3 separate regions of the Mus musculus genome follow, and all the other regions are linked to region 1. The links are chromatin contacts, called in public Hi-C and HiChIP or PLAC-seq maps. All regions are on one chromosome and are shown on one strand. Each heading gives the region's core, a stretch centred on a gene start, on an enhancer-like site or on the middle of the called end of the contact. The rest is flanking DNA. Distances are from core to core; before and after follow the strand shown.

What was found. A called contact is a pair of places that touch in the nucleus more often than the background predicts. HiChIP or PLAC-seq counts read pairs in DNA pulled down with a chosen protein or histone mark.
Region 2: an H3K4me3 HiChIP or PLAC-seq map of neural tube shows a contact between it and region 1, with 4 times the contacts expected there. The contact joins the enhancer-like site here to the promoter of Minar1 in region 1. A contact is called at or near these places in 10 of 39 promoter capture datasets (HPC-7-derived erythroid cells, cranial neural crest, embryonic stem cells and 5 more), 5 of 484 Hi-C or Micro-C datasets (Sertoli cells, embryonic stem cells and uterus) and 2 of 115 datasets of contacts at active chromatin or transcription factors (differentiating embryonic stem cells and neural tube).
Region 3: a contact with region 1 is called in a Hi-C map of Sertoli cells, with 2.1 times the contacts expected there. The contact joins the enhancer-like site here to the promoter of Minar1 in region 1. A contact is called at or near these places in 4 of 39 promoter capture datasets (3T3-L1-derived adipocytes, embryonic stem cells, stem cell-derived epiblast-like cells and 1 more), 2 of 484 Hi-C or Micro-C datasets (Sertoli cells and induced pluripotent stem cells) and 1 of 115 datasets of contacts at active chromatin or transcription factors (PVALB interneurons).

The regions. Positions count from the first base shown.
Region 1 is chr9:89,619,912-89,624,920 of GRCm38.p6, reverse strand. It overlaps Minar1 (membrane integral NOTCH2 associated receptor 1), which reads left to right and starts at 1,935. Exons shown (of 4, transcript NM_153509.2): 1 at 1,935-2,304.
Region 2 is chr9:89,494,908-89,499,916 of GRCm38.p6, reverse strand. No RefSeq gene overlaps it. Among named protein-coding and RNA genes, the nearest start is that of Gm47403, 63 kb to the left of the region's middle. Within about 2 kb of position 2,971, at least 23 of the 459 cell types and tissues checked have an H3K27ac peak or open chromatin away from gene starts, as enhancers often do. A contact at or near this core is called in neural tube, where this site is marked.
Region 3 is chr9:89,529,854-89,534,862 of GRCm38.p6, reverse strand. No RefSeq gene overlaps it. Among named protein-coding and RNA genes, the nearest start is that of Gm47403, 28 kb to the left of the region's middle. Within about 2 kb of position 2,057, at least 1 of the 459 cell types and tissues checked has an H3K27ac peak or open chromatin away from gene starts, as enhancers often do. A contact at or near this core is called in Sertoli cells, where this site is marked.

The DNA.
Region 1 (5,009 bases), core at 686-3,185:
TGTGTGTCTTTATACTGTTTAAAATGTAAAAGTTTGTACTGTTACAAATTTCCCCAAAATGTTAGTGTACAGGGAAACAAGATCAAATAGAACAGCCCTCCCTCCCTCCCCATTCAAAGGTTTCCGCTTGTTTCCTTCTGGAGTCTGGACTCAGGTGCTCTTTTAGAATGAAACAGGAGGGGAACGACATTTAAAAATTAAAAGTCAAGGAGCAGGCAGACGCTATCCATCTAGCTTCCCGTTCCAACTCCTTCAGTTCTTTGGATTTTACAGTCTTGGCTTTGGGAGAAATATGTTTGCTAGGTCTCTATTTACTCTCTGAACAACCAGGCTGCTGCAGCCTCCAGAGTTCTCTCCATTGGAATCCAAATGGACTTCTTGCTCAGCACAGTTAACAGTTATTCCTCAGGGTTAGGTCTGTCTCCCTCTGCCCCTCTTTGCCTTCCATATCAGTTAGCAGATCTTTGACTGCTGACTATCCCCCAGATTGTTTGGACCAAGACACTACTGGTTACAAATTTAGACTCCTAGGCAAGCAAGGTACAGTGGATCAAATAAACTTGACCTTTCTTTCACCTCTCAGTTGCTTTTGTCCTCCCTAGAGGAGCATGGTCTTGCCTGGCACTAAAGTAATAAGGGTGAAATTCTGGGAAAATCCAGCTGGCAGCTTATTACCCCATGAGGCTTTATTTAAAGTATCCATGTATTAACAGGTTCACTTTTAGAACGCTTCCAGTCATAGCAAAAAAACCTCAGGCAGGAAAGCTGTCATGGAGACCAGTGTCCCTCCTCCAGCCCCCACCACCTCCCAAGGACAGAAGACAGACCACAGGTCACAAAGTTAGCCAGGAACCTGCATTTGGTTGCACTCTTGGAAAAGTAACCTAAGAGGGTGCCACCCCTTAGTTATTTGTTCCCCAATAGTAGGCTTCCCCCCCTTCCCTTCCCTCCCCTTCCCTCCCCTTCCCTCCCCTTCCTTTCCCTCCCCTCCCCTCCATCCCGCTTCCCTTTCCTCCCCTCTCCTTCCCTCCCTTTCCTTCCCCCTTCCCTCCGGTTCTCTCTCTCTCTCTCTCTCTCTCTCTCTCTCTCTCTCTCTCTCTCTCTCTCTCTTTTCTCTACTCTTCTCTTGATTCCACGAGTTTGAAACTATAATTCCGTTTCTTTAAAGCGCTGTTTGTGTGACTTTCCCAGCTGAGGAAGACAATCTGTATAAATGGTGGCACCACAGGCAGGCTGCTGCATTTCAGTCCCACTGCAGTACCCTAGATGGCTTGGGAAAAGCCTCCAGTCCTCATCGATGTATCCAATTGGACTTTTGGAAATCTATTCCGTTAAGAGTGTGAGTGCGTGTTTGGGGAGGGCTGGTCACGTGAACGCTAGTCTCTCCAATCTGGGTACCAATGAAGCCAACACCGGCCAGGAGGGAAACATCAATGAGCCAAGTGACCAGTTTGCCCTGGCCTGGTGAAGCACTGCAGAGTCTGAGGCCCCAGAAGGGTGAGCAGAGTGCACCTGGAGAAAAGGAGAGCAGCGGACGATGTTAGCTTCTGCTTCTCCACTGGGGGCCGCAGTCACCTTCAGCATCCGGAAATAGGGAGAAGCAAACCCCGGGGTGGATCTGGCCCGAGGCTCCCTCCAGTTCCAACCTCTGCTTGCTTTTGCCCGGTCTCAGCAGGCGCGACTCTTAAGGAAGCAGAGGCTTTCTCAGGACTCTGGGGTTGCGGGCGCCCACTCTCTAGGTGGCTGCAGCCTCTGGCAGGGCACGCCCTCGGCGCTATTGCCGCGCCCCTCTGGAGTCTGCCCCTCCCGCCCTAGGGAGCACGAGCCCACTGCTGGAGAGTCCTGCCTTCCTCTGCTCCCCAGGCGGGAGATGATGGAGAGGCTAAACTGGGTCTCTGGCCATCGAGTTCCTGGCCCGAGCTGCCCACGGTATCCAAGACCGTGATGTGGTGACACTGGCTGAGCCTCAGAAACCGAGATTGGGGCTGATCCGGACTCTGAGGCCGCATCCTCCAGCCGCTGAGAGCCCCAGCATCATGCAAGTGGGCAGTGGCTGCCGACTGCCCAGGAAAGCCCGGGTGCGACCCTAGTCTGCAGATCCAGACCTCGTGCTGTGGGGGCTGAAGTTAACCTACGCCAGGGGTGTTGCCCCAAGTGCAAAGCCTGGGCTGCCCTGGAGCCTAGGATTCTTTTGCCTAGGGAACCTTCGGGAAGCTCTGCGTTGGAGGCCCTGTGGACCACCACCTCAGAGCCACGCAAGAGCTGCGGAGGACCGGGGACGGAGAGCTGGAGCAGCCCCCAGAGGTAACTTCAGAAAGCGGGAGACCCATGGGCACCCGAGCGCACATGTGCAAGTATGTGCGTGCAAGGTGTGATCGCTACGTGCCGGTTGCTATTACACAGGGACTCTGTGTAAAGTCCCAGGCTACTGGCACTCCTCCCTGGCTCCGATAGGTTCCCGACTGCAGGCCGCCTGGGCACGGAGACCCTTTTCGCTGAGCTCGGTACGGTAGTGGGAAAAGGGGTGTGCGTGTGCACGCGCATGTGGTATGTGTGTTTGCGTGTGGTGTGCGTGTGTGTGTGTGTGTGTGTGTGTGTGTGTGTGTGTGTGTGCGCGCGCGCGGTAGGTAGTAGGCTTGGCCATATCTGGTGGAGGGAAAAGAGATGAAAGTAGAGATACAATGGCCAAAGACCACAAAATTCTGGGCAAGTTTTCCTGGTTAAGAATTCATTTCAAACAACGGTGTTTTGGGGGTCAAGTAGGTGAACTGTTTGTGTGACACCTCCCCACCCCCGACCTATCGGAGTAAGGTGGAGAACTGAACCAACCCTAGAAAAACGGACCAGTGTATCCCAACGTTAAATTGCGATTTCCAGTCACATTGTTGTGGAAAGGAGGTGTCTTTCCTCCTGGAGACGTTCAACTTCACCTGCCAGAAAAACACCAAAGCAAGGCCTGGCTGGCAGCGGGGCTTGAGTTCATTCACACACTAGCTCACCTCTCAGCAGCCTTTCCCACCTGCTCTACCGCCATCCCTGCCAAGTCCTGTACTCTGCGAGGCCACAAAACCAGCAAGTAGTCATTGGTCCTCTCTGCAAGAGTGCAGGGAGCTTCTGGGAAGCAATTGAGTAGCTTGCTCTAACAGCATGCATGCCGACGTTGTTTGTGAAATAGTAGTCAAAGGTTGTAAACACCGGGGTGGGGGTGGGGTGGTGAGGTGAGTTGAGATCAGCTAGTCTTTTCAGTGGGAAATTAAGTAAGGTTTGCCAAGACAGAGAGGAGGAGAGACAAGGAGTCTGTGTGCTAACACAGGTCGGTTTTATAGAACTTACATTTTGTTTGAAGGATGGGGTGATTTTCTTAGGAACTGGTGGGACCATGGCAGCTGCCATTGCGGCTGGGATTTGGGGGGTTGGCTGTTTGGCTCTGCTATGGTGTTATGCAGCATGACATGAAGGATTTCCAGGAGTCATTGAGGGGCAGTGCATTTGACCGGTAATTTATCCCCTTCTCCCTGCAAACAAGCTTTCGTTACCACCTCTTCTGATGAAATCTTCCTTGCAGGTAGAAGCTTGCCACTTGCTCTGGGTATAGGAGCCTTCTGAGATGAGCTCCTTGCCAGAGCAGTGACAGCCTGGAGAGGGGACATGGCTCAAACAAGAGTAGTGGGAGAGAGTTGGGTGGATGGCCTGAGCAAGCCCTTAGAATTGGGTCTCTTTTTATGTATCAGAGCATAAGAGAATAATGAGGAATGATGGAGTGTCTGCAAAAAACAGCCAGTTTAGAGTGGTTTGTTTTTTGTTTTTTTTGTTTTTGTTTTTGTTTTTTTGTTTTTTTGTTTTTTTTACTAGAGGCTGCAGGGAAACCTGAAATGTCTGCTTAAGAAAGTCTGGGTCTTATTGCATGTAAGAGTGATTTGTATAGATCTGCAACTATGTGAAAATAAACTTCAGTTGCTAGGGAAAGAGCAGCTCAAACAGTTTATTTGCATTTCTGATGAATTTGGTGTGTGAAAGTGTTGCATAGCGCTTAATAGTTGCAAGAGAGACAAAGGTTCCATTGTGTTCCTTAGGAATTTTTGGATATATAATGTCATTATTTTCTTGGCCAACACCAGAGGCAAGATTTCTGTGTCTTTCCAGCATCTAAAAACTCTCATGTTCCCTTTGAAAGATTTGTGCTTCTGGCAAGTCATCTGTCCATAGCACACAGAATGGGTATGGGATTCTGTCCTTCGCTTTTTCCCTCAACCAAGCTCCTTAGAACCCTTGGACAACACGAAGCAGAAAGCAGGGCTGCAGCCTTGGCCTGTGCATTGGGAGCTGGGATGTGAAGACCAGGAGGAGGGAGGGAAAGCCCTGTCTGCTGCTCCAGCCAAGTGGCAATGCGCTGTTTCTCAGACTAGCTGGGCAAAGGTTCCAGATTCCTCTGTGAATACGGTGCTAATGCTCACTGATTAGCTTTTCCCGCTGACATTCAAATGTTTGTTTTTGGAGCTTACCCTGCAGGCTCAGTGTAAATTAAAAGAAAAAGAAGAAAAGAAGGATATCGAATGTAAGGCAGGCAGAAGCAGCTGTAGGCTTCTAATTCATTGTATGATCTGGGTGATACTTTGTGCATGTTTTTTGCATACTATTATATATGTAACATATATATATATATATATATATATATATATACACACACACACATACATACATACATACATATATATATTGAGAGAGAGAATCAAACCAGATTCTTGAATCATGTCCTTTTCCCTTTATATTAAGCTTACATAAAATTTAAATGGATGAAACAGATTAAAAATCAGGGGGAGGGCCACAGCAGCCTTTTCCTTCTCAGTGTGGTGTCTGGCCCCCTTTGAAGTGCTTAAGGGCTCATCAGAACAGTTTGTAAGTCACTGGAAGGCTTCTCTCAAGAATGTGGCCCACAGCCTCCTCCAAAGAAGTGTTGTGCTCTCTAGCGCAGTGGTGTCAATGTGGCATGCACACTTTACCTACCCCAA
Region 2 (5,009 bases), core at 1,722-4,221, 130 kb after region 1:
CCTGATACCAACAGTAGGTGTATACCATTACACCCAGCAAGACTTTGTTTTATTTTTCTCTCAAATGTTGTATAAATTTTAAGAAAAGCAGGCCAAGTTTTGAATCAAGGAAGCCAAGATATTCATAACTTCTCAGTTCTGGGAGTTGCACTACTTTTGCAATATTCTTGAGTTTGTAGATTTCTCAAAATATAGTATAATAAAAAAAGGAAAACTTTAAAAAGAAATACAACCCAGAAAGATTATAAACTAAGCCAATTATGCTTATGTATTAAAAATAGTATATGGTCAAATTAAGTGCTTCAGTTGTAAATACAAGACTACTCTATAGGGCAAATGAGCTTTGTTCTGTGACTGCAAACCTCAACACTGGGAAATCTATTAGAAATTGCTACTAGTCCAAGCAAGAGTCTCATGATCATTTATTAGACACCAAAATCATATTTGCTCCAGTAGTTATAATAACATATGTGTTATCAGAAGAAGGGCTAGGGAGAGGGGAAGGGGACCAGTCTAATAAGGGATGAAATGAGGAGGTTAATGAGGGGATGAGACCAAGCCAGGTAAATGAGGTGTGTGTGTGTGTGTGTGTGTGTGTGTGTTTGTGTGTGTGTATGTGTGTGTATGTGTGTGTGTGTGTGTGTGTGTGTGAGAGAGAGAGAGAGAGAGAGAGAGAGAGAGAGAGAGAGAGAGAGAATTAGAATGATATTTTCTTGCTTACCCCCAAAACAAGTTTAGTTGAGAAATGGCCCCCAAACTACTTCTTCCCACTAAAAGAAGTATAAGCACGTTCTTAGGAGCCATATTTGTTTCTCTTTCTGCTGGGATCTACCAACTTCTTTCTGTGCTGCGATCCATCTATAAAATGGGAAGTATCATTTATCATGAGGCTCAAATCAAGTGGCATGTGTGTAATTGCCTATAACAGTGACTAGCACATAGCACCACACAGTGTGTATCAGGAAAAGCATTTGCATGATTGCTGATACTGCAACAAGATATCTTCAGCTCCATAGGCTCAGTATTATAACACTCTGGGGAGCGGGAGTGGGGGTGGGGGTGGGGCGCTGCACAAGCAGTTATTCCCTCTCAGCAAACCTCTACCAACACTTTCATTTCACAAAATCATGAAAGAACCAAGACAGAAAAGACAGAGTGATAGAAGACCATTAAGAAAGGGTGGCGTGCCATCATGCATAAGTACTAAGACTGTATACCTACAGAGTCAGGTTTTAACTGAAAACCTTCAGAATTAACTTCTATGAGTAGCAAGTTAACCAGTAGGTACTTCCTCACAGTTGAATATAGCAAAATGAGATACCAGCTAAGCATGAATGCCCATCTAATTCATGGCAAAACCACAAAGTATTAAAATAGAAGTATTAATACTTGATGTGAGCAACCTTTAAAAGAATTAGAACAAATTTAAGTAGATGTAAAAGTACAACCTACTCTGTGACATTTATATTATAAACCTATCAGTTACCTAAATGTGTCTACAGGCTAAATACAACATAAAAGGGATTTCTCTAAATATTTTCTGAGAACTGAAAAATAAATCCTAAGTATTTAAAAATGTTTAGAAATATTTCTTTGTATGAGTGTTTTGCTTTCACATATGTTCGTGCACCACATGTGTGCCCAGTGCCCATGGAGCTTAGTCAGAGCCTCTGGAACTGAAGTTATAGGCAGGTGTGGGTCCCCATGTAGTTGCTGGCAATCGAACCTGGTTCCTCTGAAATGGCAAGTGATTTTAGCCACTGAGCCATTTCTCTAGCCCAAAGTCTCAGTGTTTAAAAGAACAATAAGACAGACTACAAATAAGACACACATGTCGACAAGTACTGACCTGGCCTTTCCAGACACTGAAATATTACAAACCAACAACGGAAACGATACGTTTCTCTTTCAACACAAGAGAAAACAAACCGTCTTTTGGTGTAAACTTTGCTTATAGCAAGCTAAATTCACCTCAAAGAAGTAAACGAGGAAAATTAGTCAATCTAACATTTGCAAAATCCGTGCGATTTAGAAGAGGAAGCGGTGTAACCCATAAATCTAACAGAAATAAATTTCGGCTGGATTGGAAGGCTTCCTTTAATTGAGCTTGGGAATGTAAAATAAGGGAGAAATGAATGTGTAGCAAATGACACAGGGAAACTCAAAGAGATAGAGATAATTAAGGAAATAGAAACATCTCTATGCTTTCTGAAATTAGAAAACAAAGAACCGGGAGAGAAAACATTGTAAGCCCCTCCCCCGCCGCCCCTTACCTTCCTTCTCACTCTTCTCACTCCTGGTTCCCCGCCCTGCCCCCCGCCCCCCCCCCTCCCTCCTGGTTCCTAGCACTGACTTAGGAGGGCTATACACAGCTCACAATAAATGCGGAGCTGCTGGACTGAGACATTAATTATGTTTGGAGCAGAAGGAAAATGGCTGTGGACAAAAGAATGAGATCCAACTAGAAAACAGGAATAAAAAGGAAGGGTCCAGCGCTCTAGCAATCAGAGGGTGGCAAATTAAAAACAACCGGGCTTTATTATCTCCACCTACTTCATTAGCAAGGCAAATATGATCTGGGTATGGCGGTTTATGCCTGTAATCTCAGCTCTTTAGAAGCTAAGGAGGGATCCCTCCAGTTTCAAGGCACCCTGGCCTACAAAGGGAGTTCCAGGACAGCCTGAGCTACCAAATATGACCCAAAGAATCAAACAGAAAACAAAAGCGAATTGGCAGTCAAGGTCACACAGAGCCTGGAGGCCTTGAGGTACTGCTGGGTGGCTGGGTTGTGCTCTGCCTGCCAGTCAATCTAGAGAGCCATTATTTAAGATTTATGGTGATGGTTCCCTCTTTCGTGGGGCCTTTATTTGCTTATTTTGAAACGTGGTAAATCTCAACGATATGCAGATCTGTGGCCAGAGCCCACCGATGCCCCATCCTTCCCTAGCTGCAGCGACTGAAGAGTCTCGAAGGGCGGTTTTAATTTCCTCTCCCTGATCATCTGAGGTCTGGTTTCCCAGGCAGCCAAGGTGCTGGGTGAACGCAGGGAGACCCATCCATCAATTTTGTGGCTGCCATACCATGGCGATTTTGAATCTTGCAATAAAACAAGATTAATGGACTTGACTTCAGTCGCTCTGACATTTCAGCAACAAAGCCTGGGCTTGCAGGGTTTCTACGCCTTCCTCTGTCTTGTCGCTCAGCCATTTTGTAATCACCAGCCAGGTTTCTCTTTCTCCCTGGGACTCGGGAAGAAAACTGTAAAAGTAAGATGTAGTCTGTGTTCTGAAAAGATAAATTACTCTGATTTCTTTTAACGTTCAGAGACTAGTGGGGAATTTGGTGCGAGACTGGATTTTACAGCCACGGTGGTGGCTGTAAAATTATTTATTTCATTATATTACCCATCAGCATGCACCTAAGATGCATCTGGCTGTGTGTAAGCACTTGGGAACAGACAGAGGGAGGACAGAAGGAACGTACAATGAAGGACAGTAGGAACTCCTGGTTTGGTTTTGGATCCAGGGTCAAGGGACTGTGGTGAATATATTACATATCAAAGCAGACCTGACCTCCAGGTTCTCCCAGAATCCCTCAGTTCCTACTTGGCATTCCCTGTCTCCATCCCAGAGGTTGGGCTGCCATTCTCAAAGGATCTTCCCTACATATTCCAGACATATTTATGTGTTCCCTCTCCCCTCTCCCCTCTCCCCTTTCCCCTCTCTCTCTCTCTACACCCTCCTCTTCCTCCTCCTTTCTCTCTTTCTCCCTACCCCCACCCCACCCTATGGTGAGTTCCCTGGCCTCAATCCTTGGGGCCAGTGAACTCGCCCACCCAAAAGCAGCTTCCCAATAAACCTGTTTTTAATCTAATCTAATCTATGCTGAGTTGTCTCATTTCACTGGCTGCAGAGAAATAACCCAGTTCTCCTTAACCGCAGTTTGATATCCTGTACTTTCAGTTACCCTTGATTGCCATGATCTAAAATGGAAAGTTCCAGAAATAATTCAAAATTTTAAATTGCATGTCACTATAAGTAGCAGGATGAAATCTCATTCAATCCCACTCTTCACATCGGAGACAAGCACCATCATTTTGCCCAGTGTATCCATGTGTTATAGATTCATTAGTCACTTAGCAGTTGAATAAATTGAATTAGTTGCCAGATTAACTGTTGTAGTTCCTGATTTCAAATAACCCTTATTTTACTTTGAGAAAGCTAGGCTGATCCCATGACAGACTTACAATTAGCAGTTAAGGAGACTAGGCCTAAATCTGTTTCCAAGAACTGGGCAATTCCAGGCAAGTCCAGGCCTCAGGAGCTTCCCAGTCACCTGGCCCGAGGCAAGGACAATGGGTCAGCAGCAGTTTCTAGATCCTCGCCAGCAAGTTTCCAGCCCCTACACCCCAGTAACGGAATGTCCGTAGAGATGGACCTAACAGATTAGCAGAGAGGTCACCTACCCAGAAATTCCCTATTGTGCATTAAATCAGGACTGCAAGCTCGCTTGGGTGTCTCCATATTCTGGTAATAGGAGACCCCAGCATGCTAGACTTCTGCAGAATAAAACACTCTTTGTTGTTTGCATACTATTTGAGTCCCAGATATCATTCTTTCTCAAATCATGGACCCTTACAACTTAAGAATAGTCTTAAAGAATAAAGGTAGTGATGCTTGCATTTTTTAATAGTATAACTGTTCAATTTTTAAAATTAACTTATTTATTTTATGTGTATGAGTACACTATTGCTGTCTTCAGACACACCAGAAGAGGGCATCAGATCCCATTACAGATGGTTGTGAGCCACCATGTGGTTGCTGGGATTTGAACTCAGGACCTCTGAAAGAGCAGTCAGTGCTCTTAACCACTGAACCATCTCTCCAGTCTCCATACCTGTTCAATTTTATTACTATTGTTGTTAGTAACTTACTATGCTCAGGAGGGTCATCAATTTCAGGCATTTTCTGGGGTTCTTGAAATACACCCCTCATGGATGCGTAACAACT
Region 3 (5,009 bases), core at 808-3,307, 90 kb after region 1:
GCAGTTATAGCTTCATAGTTGTTTCTCTAGATCCTACTCAATAGTCTCACTGAAAAGTGTATGACCCTAATATGCCAGGATTTGACTCATTCCTGTTCTACTAAGGTATGTTCTACTCTCTAATATCAAAAGGGAAAGAGACAAGCAGGAGGTTGTGGGACTGGCTGACATTGGACCCAGAAGCTCGTTGGAGACACATCCTATGCCTGATCTGTCTCAAGAACTCCAACAGGGGCCTGACCCAAGCCAGCAACTTCTATCTTGCCCCAGGCCAGAATTGAGCCTCAACACATTACCTAAAGAACAGGGAAGACATCTGGTGCCACATCCACTCCTGTAGTGACCCATGTGACAGACTGAAAAGCCTGGATGCGGTCCTGAGGCGAAAATGGAAACTTAGTCTCCTGGAACCATGACATCCTGTATAACGAATGCTCCAATGTCCTTGCTTTAGTCGGTAAACGGATCTGTGTGCTTTCCCTTAATATTGCTTTATTATAAGTGCCTCTAAGGATTGATTTTGACATATAGCTAAGTTAGATTCCTCACCAGTCCTAGGCAGTCCTTGAGCAGACCATGGGCTTTGAATTCAGTAAGAATGTTGCCTATTTAGTGACATTCAGAATTGCCTCTAGTATTGTAAGAGAGTTAGTTAAAGAAATCAGGTATTACTATCTACTACTAAGAGTTAGAAATCTCAGGGCAAGCTACTCCCATATGCAGGAATTTACCATTATCTAGGAAGAAGGAAGGTTGTGGTCTAAGGAGGAACCAGAGTAGATACTTAGAACTATAGATAGCTGAGTTACACCCATACATAAGCTGACCTTAGGTGGGGCTGCTTTTGATCCCAGTTGTTAACATTGAATTTTATCCCAGTTGGTTCCTGCCAGTCCTTTGTAGGAATTCCTCTGTTTTGTGTAAAAGTCACTTATAAGACTGGTGCTCACTTTGAGACAAAATACATTCAGATCTGCACTCCCTTGTGTCATGTCTGTTTGTCATCCCCTTCTCACTGACTCCTTGCCTACCTGTAACTGGAACCTGAATTTTGCCCATGGATCGAGGACCCAAGTGAGGTTCACCTGCGGCAATCTGAAAGCTTATAATGGTCACGGGACTTGGACTCCTTTGCTTTTCTGTTTCCTTCTGTCAGCTATTTACTTGGGTATGAGGTCAAGTGGAGATGTGCTTTAATCCTCATTTGATGGCTGAAAAGTTTAGAAGAGTTTATTGATCTCCCCATCCATCTAGAGCCAGTTTGGGCTCCCAACATCACCTTCTTTATTCATCTGTGGGGGAAAGGAGCTTGTATGATTTGAAGAAACACCTTGCATGTGTCTCAGTGATTTGCTTGAGAGAGAACTGGATGAGAGTTATCTGCAGTTAGGGCAGTTAGCCCCTCATGGAGGGAAGCTCCCTTCCACAAATGCAGTGTCTGACTACTTTTGGGGAGTGACTTAAAGACAACTCCCATTCTATATGGCACCTCAAAGTGTCTCAACTATCAATTCATATCAGGAGTGAAAGTTTGCAGTTGACAGACCTATCTTTCAAAGAAACAGCAATTGATACAAGAAAACAATTTGGCTTAATAATCTTCAATAGTCTCAGAGTATCTGGTTTCTCTTAGACGAGTATTTCATATACCTTTTCATCTTGCTCATGCCCAAGGTAGCATCTGGAGTACAGAAGAGGTGGTTTGTATGACCTCAGAGGATGGCAGATACCTCGGCATCAGACAAGCCAGTTTCCTGTTCCTCAGATCTTCCAGGCTCCATAATGGTTTCAGATTGACAGGAGCCTCTGGCATGAGAAGCCACAGCCTGTCTCCTTGATGCTATCTATCTAAGTGAAAAAGTCATGCTGTATTTACTCCCCTTTCTGTAGTTGTATGTCTTTCACTGTGGCACTATGTTGCTCATAGATTCTTGACCAGGCTTATCTGCCATATAACATTCAGCCGCAGCATTCCATCCCCATAATACAGATACCATTATACACTCTGAACCTCCTAGGTAATTTCCATGACCTTCTGGAGTTTGCCAGGATATAATGGATACTTTATGGCCAGAGGGAGTCTTTAGAAAAGTAACTAAACTGAAAATGACTCTTCTCCCTATTGAGATAGTCAAGACATCTGTCTCCCTACCCATCCCCCCATCTCTCACTGCCTTCTTCTGTGCACAATATTTTGGAGGTTATAGATGGCCTTTCCACATTCTCTTTGCTGTGGTTATTTGTGATGTGTGCCTATGTGTTAGAAATCGAGAACTGAACTGGTGCCAGAGCCATGTCATTAAACCTCCAAGGCAGTAAGATAAATAAACACACTTTCCAGTATGGCTAGCCTGTCTTGGGTATTTTGTTGCCAATACATTCTTCCTGTCTCACGAAGACAGCTCCTAAATCATATCTTTTTATAGGGATATTTCTCCTCTTTCCTTGGAGTGTTGCTGGTGGGATGGCTTCCAGGAAACTTAACTGATAGGAGGGATACAAATGCCAGTATGGTACTTTCAAAATATAACGTAAGTTTTTCTAGCCAAGGTACAAAACTGAGAGGGAAGGGCATGGAATTTCCCGCCTCCCTGCCTGCTTCCTTTCTTCCTTTCCTCTCTTCTATCTTTCTAAAACAAAATCTCATGTCACTCAAACTGACATCAAACTTATTCCAGACCTCTGTCTCCACTTTCCAAGTGCTGGAAATGCACATGTACACTACCACACATGATTGAGAATTTATGGGGTTTTTTTGGGGGGGGGAGGGGGGCTTGTTTGTTTGTTTGTTTGTTTGTTTAGTTTCTGCCCATTTTAATGGTATCTTAGTTTTTTCCCTTTATTTATATATCCACTTTACATCCCTATCATAGTGCCCCTCCCTCCTCCCCTCCCAGTCCTATCCTCACACCTCCCCTTCCTCATTGCCCTCTCTCCTTCTCCTCTGAAAAGGGAAACCCCATGAATACCAACCCGTTCTAACACATCAAATGGTAGCAGGACTAATCATATCCTTTCTCACTGAGACCAGACAAGGCAGCCACCTAAGGGAAAGAGATCCAAAAGAAGGCAACAGAGTCAGAGTCAGCCCCTGCTCCAATTGTTAGGGGACTCACATGAAAAGCAAGCTTCATAGCTGCTATATATGTTAGGGGACCTAGGTGCAGCCCCTGTATGCTCTCTGGTTGGTGGTTTAGTTTCTGTGAGCCCCCATTGGCCCATGTTAGCTGACTCTGTAGGTCTTCTTGTGGTATCCTTGACCCCTCTGGCTCCCTTAATCCTTCCTACCATTCTTCCAAAAGACTCCCTGAGCTCTGCCTACTGTCTAGCTGTAGGTCTCTGTGTCTGTTTCCACTAGCTGCTAGACAAAGCTTCTCAGAGGACAGTTATGCCAGGCTCTTGTCTGCAAGCATAGCAGAATATCATGAATATCAAGGTTGGCTCTCTTCCATGGGGTGGGTCTCAGGTTGGGCCAGCCATTGGCTTACCATCCCCTCAGTATTTGTTTCCTGCACATCTTGTAGGCAAGACAAATTTGGGGTTGAAGGTTTTGGGTTGAAGGGGTTTTCTATATCCCCTGCTGCTAGGAGTCTCCACTAGAGTCACCCCTAAAGAATCCTGGAAGCCTCCCCAATTCCAGGTTTCAAGAAATCAGACACCAACAAACCAAATGACCCAATTAAAAATGGGGTACAGAGCTAAACAGAATTCTCAACAGAGGAATCTCAAATGGCAGAGAAACACTTAAAGAAATATTCAACATCCTTAGTTATCATGGAAATACTAACTCCAAGATTCCAAACAACTCCAAGATTCCATCTTACATCCAAAGAATGGTTAAGATCAAAATCTCAAGTAACAACTCATGCTGGTGATGATGTGGAGCAAGAGGAGCATGCCTCTCTTGCTGATGGGAGTGCAAAGTTGTACAACTACTCTGCAAATCAATTTGGTATTACTTGGCACTATATGAGTGTTCTAGCCTAATTGATAGGATAGCCTCATTTGCCAAGGTCACTCTTTTGATATGCATCTCTACTGAAAAGAATCTAGTTTAGGACCATAGCTGGCTCAGTGGAGTGGACCAGTTAGAGCAGATATCTGAGCTTTTGATGTCTATAGTGGACAATGTAAAAATATAAGTAAGTTATCAATTTGGAAAAATACATGTTAAAACTCATGTTTTATCAATGTACGGACTCCATAATCTTAGCTCCATGGCTAGAGGACTGCAGAGAATGTGGCGACATCCTGAATCTGTACATCAAACATGTGTGCAACTGAGTGGTATGAAGAGTAGGTGATTGAATATTAGGCTTATATCAGAGTATGATAGAATGGACTTAGTGCAGATAATTGATGACAGTTGCTGAAGAGCTAAGAGGACAGTGAGGTGAAACCTCTACAAGGCAGTGTCACTCAAGCTGGATGGACAGAGCATTAACAGAGGCCAGGAAGGCTAGCCTGGTGGAATATGGGACCAGCTGGCACAAACGTCACCTGAATCAGAGGAGGTAGGAGAGATACGCCCTGTTTCCCACTTCATTTTTATCTCTAGCCTCCCATCATTTATGCCATTGGTTTAGGACATCTGAAGCTTGAGAAATTCATCAGGTAAGGTCACCCTCAAGTACAGAGCAAAGAAAGAAATGAAGGAGATAATCCAAGGGCAAGAACTCTGTCTTATCCTCTGGAGCCACGGTTCTGGAAGCATTGTGGTTCAATATTGCCATACTTTGTAACTGGGTACTTCCCAAAGTCCCATTTATTGAAGGTTTGACCTTGAGTTTGTTGCTACTGAGAGATGATAGAGACTTTAGGATGTGGGGACTCATGGAGGCTCTGCAGAATGCTGTGGGCATGGACTTGAAGCCATCTATGAGATCTTAGTATCTTCCTCTCCATGTCATTTTTTGCTTCTTAGCTCTGAGATGAGCAGTTTTGCTTTACCACGTGCCTCATACCATTATGTGCTGCCTCCCACCAGGCCCCAAAGCAAAGGGGACAAC